Linked DNA regions of Xenopus laevis: region 1 is linked to region 2. A link is a contact called in public Hi-C data. All regions are on one chromosome and are shown on one strand. The core of a region is the stretch at or near the end of the contact, and the rest is flanking DNA. Distances in the headings are between cores, read along the strand shown.

What was found. A called contact is a pair of places that touch in the nucleus more often than the background predicts.
Region 1: a contact with region 2 is called in a Hi-C map of the XL177 cell line, with 5 times the contacts expected there. The contact joins two enhancer-like sites. A contact is called at or near these places in 2 of 4 Hi-C or Micro-C datasets (the XL177 cell line and the XTC cell line).

Annotation. Positions count from the first base shown.
Region 1 is chr9_10S:10,579,603-10,583,668 of Xenopus_laevis_v10.1, reverse strand. No RefSeq gene overlaps it. Among protein-coding and RNA genes, the nearest start is that of LOC108702603, 30 kb to the left of the region's middle. Within about 2 kb of position 1,263, at least 1 of the 7 cell types and tissues checked has an H3K27ac peak or open chromatin away from gene starts, as enhancers often do.
Region 2 is chr9_10S:10,458,808-10,463,018 of Xenopus_laevis_v10.1, reverse strand. All of the region lies in intron 1 of sall4.S (spalt-like transcription factor 4 S homeolog), which reads left to right. Among protein-coding and RNA genes, the nearest start is that of sall4.S, 2.8 kb to the left of the region's middle. Within about 2 kb of position 2,023, at least 3 of the 7 cell types and tissues checked have an H3K27ac peak or open chromatin away from gene starts, as enhancers often do.

The DNA of each region.
Region 1 (4,066 bases), core at 14-2,513, 120 kb before region 2:
GATCTTCATACCTTCAGTCTATTAGAAAATCATATAAAAATTAAATAAAGCCAATAGGCTGGTTTTGCTTCCAATAAGGATTAATTCTATCTTAGTTGGGAACAAATACAAGTTACTGTTTTATGATATGAGAGAAAAAATTTGGATTATTTGATTACAATGGAGTTTATGGGAGACGGCCTTTCCGTAGTTCGGAACGTTCTGGATAATGGGTTTCCGGATAACGGATACCTGTATATTAAAAAATGTGTTTATGCTTTTTTTTTTAGAAAATATACTTTGTGTTTAACTTTTTGAAAAACATTTAAAAATTATAAAAATTAAGGTCTATACGTATATACATATACAGACTTATATATAATGATTAAATTAATAATAATTTATCATTTTGCCTACATGTTATTGTCTCTATTTTAAGCAGAAACTATATATATATATACACACAGTATATCACCCCTTTGGTTAAAATACAGCCAATATGATTTAGTAACTTCCTTATCTTAAACGCAATCAAACACCCAGGCAGTTAATCGTTATCTGTTCTTTTCTGTTCTTTTATTTTGAATACATAAAAGGTGTCACCTGTAAAGACATTCTATGAAGTGGTTTAGGAGGAATATAAATTAGCTGGTAGCTTTATATTCCGTACAACTGTTTCAACTGTTAAGACGCTATAAGATCACTGAGCTAGATTTCCTGGCAGTTAATTAAACTGCCGGGTTTGTCATACACGTTATATTGCAGCCCGACACATGACTAAGGGTTAGTTCACACGAGGAGATTCGGGGAGATTTTGTCACCTGTCGACTAATCGCCTGGTCTTCTGAGCGACAATCTCCCCGAACTGCCTCAGCGTGTTTTCCCATAGGCTATAATGAAAAGTCGCCTGCGCTAATGCACACGTGGCAATGTGTTTTCCATAGTCCCCAAAGTTGCCTCACGGAGGAAACTTTGGGCGACTTCAGAAAACACAGCGCCGCGCGTGCTTTAGCGCAGGCGACTTTTCATTATAGCCTATAGGAAGACACGCTGAGGCAGTTCGGGGAGATTGTCGCTCAGAAGACGAGGTGATTAGTCGACAGGTGACAAAATCTCCCCGAATCTCCTCGTGTGAACTAACCCTTAAGGATATCATTGTGGTTTAGAATAGATTTTCAACAGCTCCCCTCGGGGCTATAACACAAGGCATTAGACTGCAAGTGTTTCCAACTGGTGGGGGAACAAAGTCACAATGTTTCTATTGTCATTCAATAATGAGCTAAAAAGGCAACTCTTTTCCTGTAATGTGACTAACACTTTCTTAATAGGAGGAAGCAGAGTATGAATCTTAATAGAGGCTGATTGCAAGATTGCAAATCATCCTTATAACAGTATATTGGCTTCTTCAGAGAAACGTTTTATATATATATATATATTATATATATTATATATATATAAGCTCAGAGGTCATCGGTGTTTAAACACACAAAAACACACAAGGTTGGAGGTCCCTGTGACATTGTTATAGAAACATAAAGAGAGAGGATATTTAAACAATGCTAAGTAATCACATCATTATGCTGGAATCTGTAAATCCTTTGTTAGATATACTGGGCCTTCAACTGCTCATTGTGTCTGTGTGTGTCCTAATGTAGCTTGAAGGAGATAGATAGATAGAGAGATAGATAGATAGAGAGATAGATAGATAGATAGATAGATAGATAGATAGATAGATAGATAGATAGTGAGATAGATAGATAGTGAGATAGATAGATTAGTATCTAAAAATAATATGAAAGTCATCACAAAATAGTCTTCTTAAAATACATTATCATCTAGATTCCAATTATCATGTACAAGTAAATACATTTCAGGAAAATCAAGAATTATGGGTGCAGTTCCCCATGCTATAATGTGGGTGAACCGTTCTTGAAGTATTTCCTCCTCCTTCTCTAATCTAGCCAATTGGTGATGTTTGTGCTAAGGTCCTTTTGTCTCTGTCCTTATATATTAGGCACCTATCTAGTGTTACCAATCCCTATTTCTGTAGGGAAATGAGAGCAGAGCAGACAGTAACCCTTCCAACACTTTCCTCTTGTCTCTGTCCTTATATATTAGGTACCTATCTAGTGTTACCAATCCCTATTTCTGTAGGGAAATGAGAGCAGTGCAGGCAGTAAACCTTACTATTGTGTTTGACGTTTTGTTTTTTAGAGATGCAAGAAAATGCCCAAAAAATAATTGAGTTGCATATTCTCACATTTAAAACCCAAATGGGGACCTAAAACTGACCTCAGTGTGGTGTTGCACTAACAATCGTTACTGCCCTACATGGGACAAATTAAACATTTTTTTCAGTATCCACGTATAGGCTCATTGATCATAAATATCCTTAACGTATAAGAATAAAAATTAGGGGCTGTTCCTGCTGAATTGTGCTTAGTACAGGGGAATACCTATGCTGCCATCGTTTTATGGGATCTCTCTGTACAGACCATGAGAAAATTTAGGGGCTGTTCCTGCTGAATTGTGCTTAGTACAGGGGAATACCTATGCTGCCATAGTTTTATGGGATCTCTCTGTACAGACTATGAGCAAACTTAGGGGGCTGTTCCTGCTACAGTTAATCCTGGAATTTTCCAGTACTGATGTGATGTCAAACAAAGGATCCATTGCTGCTAAGCCATGACCTGGCTGCTGAACATGGCTAGTGTGGTTAATAAGGAGGTGGCTAGCCACCCTGAGATAATGGCATTGTAGGCAAGGCTGAAAGTACAAGCTAAACCAATGACACCCTGATAAAATCTGTAGGGCAACAAACAGGAGATAACTAGTGATGGGCGAATTTGTCCCATTTCGCGAATTTATTGCGAAATTCGTGTAACGGCGAAAAGTTTGCAAAACACGTTGAAATCAATGGGCATCAAAATTATTTTGATGTATGTCAATTTTGATGCCTGCGACAATTTTTATACGTGCGCCTATTTTGTCAAAATGCATTAAAGTCAACGAGCGTCTGAATCATTTTGGCGCACAACAATTATTAATGCGCGCGATTATTCTGACAGTTTTTGAGAATTTTCACTGCAGTGTCGCTGCAAAACGCAGCAGAACGCGTAAGTTCGCCGCTAATTTAGTTAGACAGATATATACAGTATAGGAAATAGAAAACTGGATGATGGATCTAAACATTCTCTCCTGACATAGGGTTAAAGCAACTCCCTGTTCCTCTCACCCCATTTTCCACCAGACTGGGTACAGGGCACCTGCTAGAGACAGTTGGTCGACCAATCCACCATTCTATGACCTTTCTGTGCCCTTTCCGAAATGATGCCGGGCACAGAGGATTACCTTTCTGCTCAGCTGTATCCAAAATCCCAACTCATTGGCTTTTATTCTGGCCGGCCAGACATTAATTGGCAAAACCCCTTTCCCCTTGCAGAGTGTAATGGGCCGTACAGAATTCTGGATTTATCTGAGGATGCGCCGTTTCCCCATCACAGCCCAAACTTCATCTCCCCCAGAAATATGACACTTGCCTACAAGAATAATTCATTCTCCCTTCCTTTTTCCGAGCTCAGCAAGGCATGAAGCAGAATCATGAACTCCTTCCAAGAATCCGAGGCAGCGAAAGTGTCATCTACTGTTATGTTAAGGGCCCCTATTGCCATGCAAATGTTTCATATCTGAAGATTTCTTTTTTTTTTTTGTACAGTCGCCTATTGAGTCCAGCGCCGTCTCCTGAGTCTAAACAAAACCCTGAAAGAAAAAAACGATATTCGGCTTCTATTATATGAGGGGCGGGGGGATTAGGAATTAAAATCAGTTAAAATTCAGATTCAAAATAATGAATAAAATATATTAAAGAAAAGTGGTGTTTTGATTGCATATTGTTATTCTTTGTCTGGAACAGAAACAGTGTCCTGACCCAGAGGAGTGAATCATCAGGAGATGAACGCAGACAGACACGCGTTTCATGCCGTAGTAGTAATTGTGTCATGGTCTGTGCAGGTGTGGCCCTTAATATCAGCTATGTGGCTTATTCTCATTTGCTGCAAACAAGTAGATATCCCATGGCACCCACTGA
Region 2 (4,211 bases), core at 774-3,273:
TACTTCATATATTCTCTAATATTATGGGTTAGGGTTGCCAACTTTTCCAGGTATTGCCTTCCTGTATATTTATAATTTTTCCCTATTAACATTGGGATCAACCATCATTTTTACTGGCCAGATGGCAACCCTACCTCCAACATAACCAGAGGTTGTCCTGTTTTACCAATATATGTTGAAATTGCTCATTATTTAGGGCAGTGATCCCCAACCAGTAGCTCGTGAGTAACATGTTGCTCTCCAACCCCCTTGGATGTTGCTCCCAGTGGCCTCAAAGCAGGTGCTTATTTTTGAATTCCAGGCAATTTTGAATTGGATAAAAACTAAGTAAGTAGACTGCCAAGTAGAGCCTCTTGTCCACATAGGGGCTACCAAATAGCCAATCACAGCCCTTATTTGGCACCCCTAGGGACTTTTCCATGCTTACGTTGCTCCTCAACATGTGGCTCATGGGTAAAAAAAGGTTGGGGACCTCTGATTTAGGGCATCACGGGGCCCCTATACCTCCAGGTACCTCTGTAGTTACGCCCCTGCTCTAGGACCTTTGTTTCTACCTGCTCTTTATTCTGGATATCTAAATGGCACAAGGGGGTACATGAACACTTCTATATCGTATCTGTGTATATTCCGGTTATGCAATTTATACCTGAGATAAAATCTAGATAATGTAATATTTTATAATCTCAAAGGGGACACTGCCCTTGCTATTACTCTTATTCATCTGTATAATATACCTACAAGATTTATTTGTGTATATGTATTTTATGGTGCGTGTTACACTTTAATATTGTGGGGATAAATAATACATTTAAATCATAAAGGACATTTTAATATTAATCAGGTACAACTTGTATTGTGGGTGCAGCCAACTGCTGGCAAGACATGGCATTGGCTGTTTCCCTAACTGTAGGCACATGTTTTTTATCTGGACTTCAAATCAGCCTATTTTTTCTTTTTAGGGTCAGTTACTATTAACTTCAGAAATACGCTGACCAGCAGGCTATAAATGCCATGTTTAATGCATGACTGTTTTCCTTTGTGCATATGGTGGTTTGGAAAAGGGAGGGGGAGCAGGCCTGTTAGGAGGGGGGTGGATGCTGTTCCCAAATGTAAATCTGAACAGCATGCTTTTTTTTTTTTTTTTTTTTTTTTTTTGTAGTTGAACAGACCACCCCCCATGAATTATATATGTCCCCCTTTTTAAAATTTTTTTTTTTTTTTTTTTGGGACACTGCTGTTGAAAAACTTGTTTCTAAGCTCTTGTGTAATTAGCAAACAATATGAGCAGCTCTGGAGTCAGTTCTTGCATAACTATTCCTATTATTTCCAAACATCCCTGCAGAATCTATTAATCTCCCCCAGGATTTCATGGCCACAAGGCATTATAGTAGCAACTTTTTTTTTGGAACCTTTGTATTTAAACGTGTTGCTATATCTCCCCCACCCACCTCTTCCATCACTGATCAATTTGATATTAACAGTAGGTGTGATTTTTAGCTGTGACCTTATACACTTGCGCCACCTTCTGGAATGACCTGCTCACTGCGAAGTACAAATGTGTCCTATCACAATACACTGAAATTTTTTTAATTTAATTTTTTTTCCCTTTATAAACTCATTAGATATAACTATAGTTATTATAGTATGTATGTATGATGCACAAGTTTGAAAAATAAAGACATTTTTGGTTCACTAACCAAGGAGTGCGGGTCCTCTTGAACTTTATATATAGATAGATATACATTTTTATTTTTTTACATTTTAAATTTTAATTCTTTTGCTCTGCGCTCTTATTTACAAATCTAATTAGAAATTCTGTGTCACTCCCTCCCCTTTCTAACAATGCAATTTTATTTTTGTTGTCTCGGAACATACTTGGTGACTAATTAACAATCCAGGAAACCAGCAGGTGGGGGAGTTGCAAGGTACAAAGCTACATATTGAAAATTATCATATGAACAAAGAGGTCACCAGTGCCTCTGTTTATCATCAGATACAGGGATTGCCCCCTGTTAATCTCCAAGGTTAATCTCTCAAAGTCTTCCATTTAGTGTTACTAGACCATTAAATATGTTTGTTTCCCCACTATGCTTGGTTATAGAGTCTGACCTGGGAACATAAAGAACATACAAACTTATTGTGATTTACACTTAACATGTTTCAGGTTTATTATGTACAGTTGGGTATTTGCAAGCAGAGGGGCTTAACAGGGGAATCGGACCCTGCAGCTGCAGGGGGCCCCAGGAGTATAGGGGGCCCCATGAGGCCCTAATTAGCAGTTTGAACATATATTGGTAAAAAAGGACGACCTCTGGATGTGTTGGGGGGGGGGGCTAAAATGAATTTGCTGTGGGGCTACAAACATAGCAGTTCAGATTGAAATACGACATCTGTCCTACCTTGTGCTCTTAAAGACACTAGCTGGTTCATAATTTAAACTGGAGAGAGCTGTAGGATTTTGGGAAGCAGTAAAGGATTTCTTACTAATGAATGGTTGTCGTTTAATAAATGGTTGGACAGTCTATAGTCTTCATAGCTTGCAATAATGGGGCCTGCGTCTATTTCCCCCTCCCCCCGAGTCCTTTATTAACTAAACTTATTTTATTCTCCTTATTTTGCTCCAAATTTTTTATTTCTTAAGTTTTACAATAAAATAAAAAAAAAAACCTTTTTGCGACCTTCTGCACACTTGCAATGCAACTCCTGAGTAGAGGCATAAACAATTTTTTTTATTTTCATTAAGTGGCCTGCAACAAAACAAATTCCTGGCAGGGCTGTTAACAAAGCTAATTCATCACCGCAGGGGTCGGGGGCTGTCAGTAAGGCACTTGGGGGGGGCCAGATGGCTGCAAAACAGCAGTCAGGAACTTGATGTGAGTGACACTCCATTATTAGTGGTGGTAAATGTGTTTAAATTTATAAATGTATTTTTTAAAAAAGTATAAACAAATTATTTTAAGTGTGTATAACTTTATAAATATATATTGAAGAAGAGATCACTCGTTTTTGAGGGATTTTATAATTCACCCTTTCTTGTCTTGTTTCATTTTGTGTGGGTGTTGGCTGGAGGTTGGGCATCTACACATGGAGGTTTCCTTGGGTTGAAAACAGCTGGTGGGTTTTTCTTTAGCCAAGCGTCCGTTGGGATTTGGCTTGTGGTGACTAGGTTAACCACACAGTCCTTATCTGTCATAGGTGAAGGGTTAGGCAAGGCCAAATTGGCTTTTGTTGTTGTCCTTTTGTGTAATGTAAGGTGCTGCTGGGCCTGCTGGTATAACCTCTGGCTCATTTGTGTGGGTGGCAGGTTAGTGTCAAGTTTACTGTTAGGACTGACCTTGGCAGGGATTGTGTCTTGTCTGTGATGCGGCTGATGGTGACTATTTTGTGCATCTCCGATCTGTTGGGGAGACTCAATGCAAAATGAGTAATTGATATGGGCAGGTGGTGCAGAGCCATGTGGGGTCTTTAATAGAATATGGGAACAATTTTTTTTTTTTTTTCTCTTAATAAATATACCATTTGTTGCGTTTCCCTACCTCCAGTGCTGTCTTCTGTTCAGAGAAGGATTTGCATAGAATATATTCCAGTTTAGTGAGTGTAATGGCATTGGGCAGCAGGGCATGTTGATCTTTGCTGCTGGAAAGATCAGGGTTTTGTTAATTTTTTTTTTTTTTTTTTGGACCCTCACTGCTACATGTGCCAAGATCTTACACAGGATGAATGAATCAGAAAATGAACTGACTGTAGCGGAGTATAGATAGCCTCACGCATCTGCTCAGGGAGTTGGGTAAAAGCGATCTGATATTTCTCATTTTCAGAGACTGAAAGATCAGTGTTTCACTAAAAGCAAACTCGGCACTGGCTGCTGGGAGTTATACCCATCATTTAGCATACCTCCCAACTGTCCTGTTTTTCGTGGACATCCCAATTTTGACAGCTCAACCCGCAGTCCCGGATGGTTACTGAAATGTCCTTGGGGAAACTGTGACTTGCAGCATAAGGGCAGAAACACATGCTCAGATTCGGGGAGATTACTCACCCAACGACAAATCGCCTCTTGTTCGGGGCGACTTAACTCCCCGAAATGCCTTCCGTTGGCTAAAATGTAAATGGCAATCGGTGCACTTCGTTTTCCGAAGCCGCCCGTAGTTGCCTTACGAGGCAACTTCGGAAAACGAAGCGCTTAGAGTACCATCCCACAGGAGATTTAG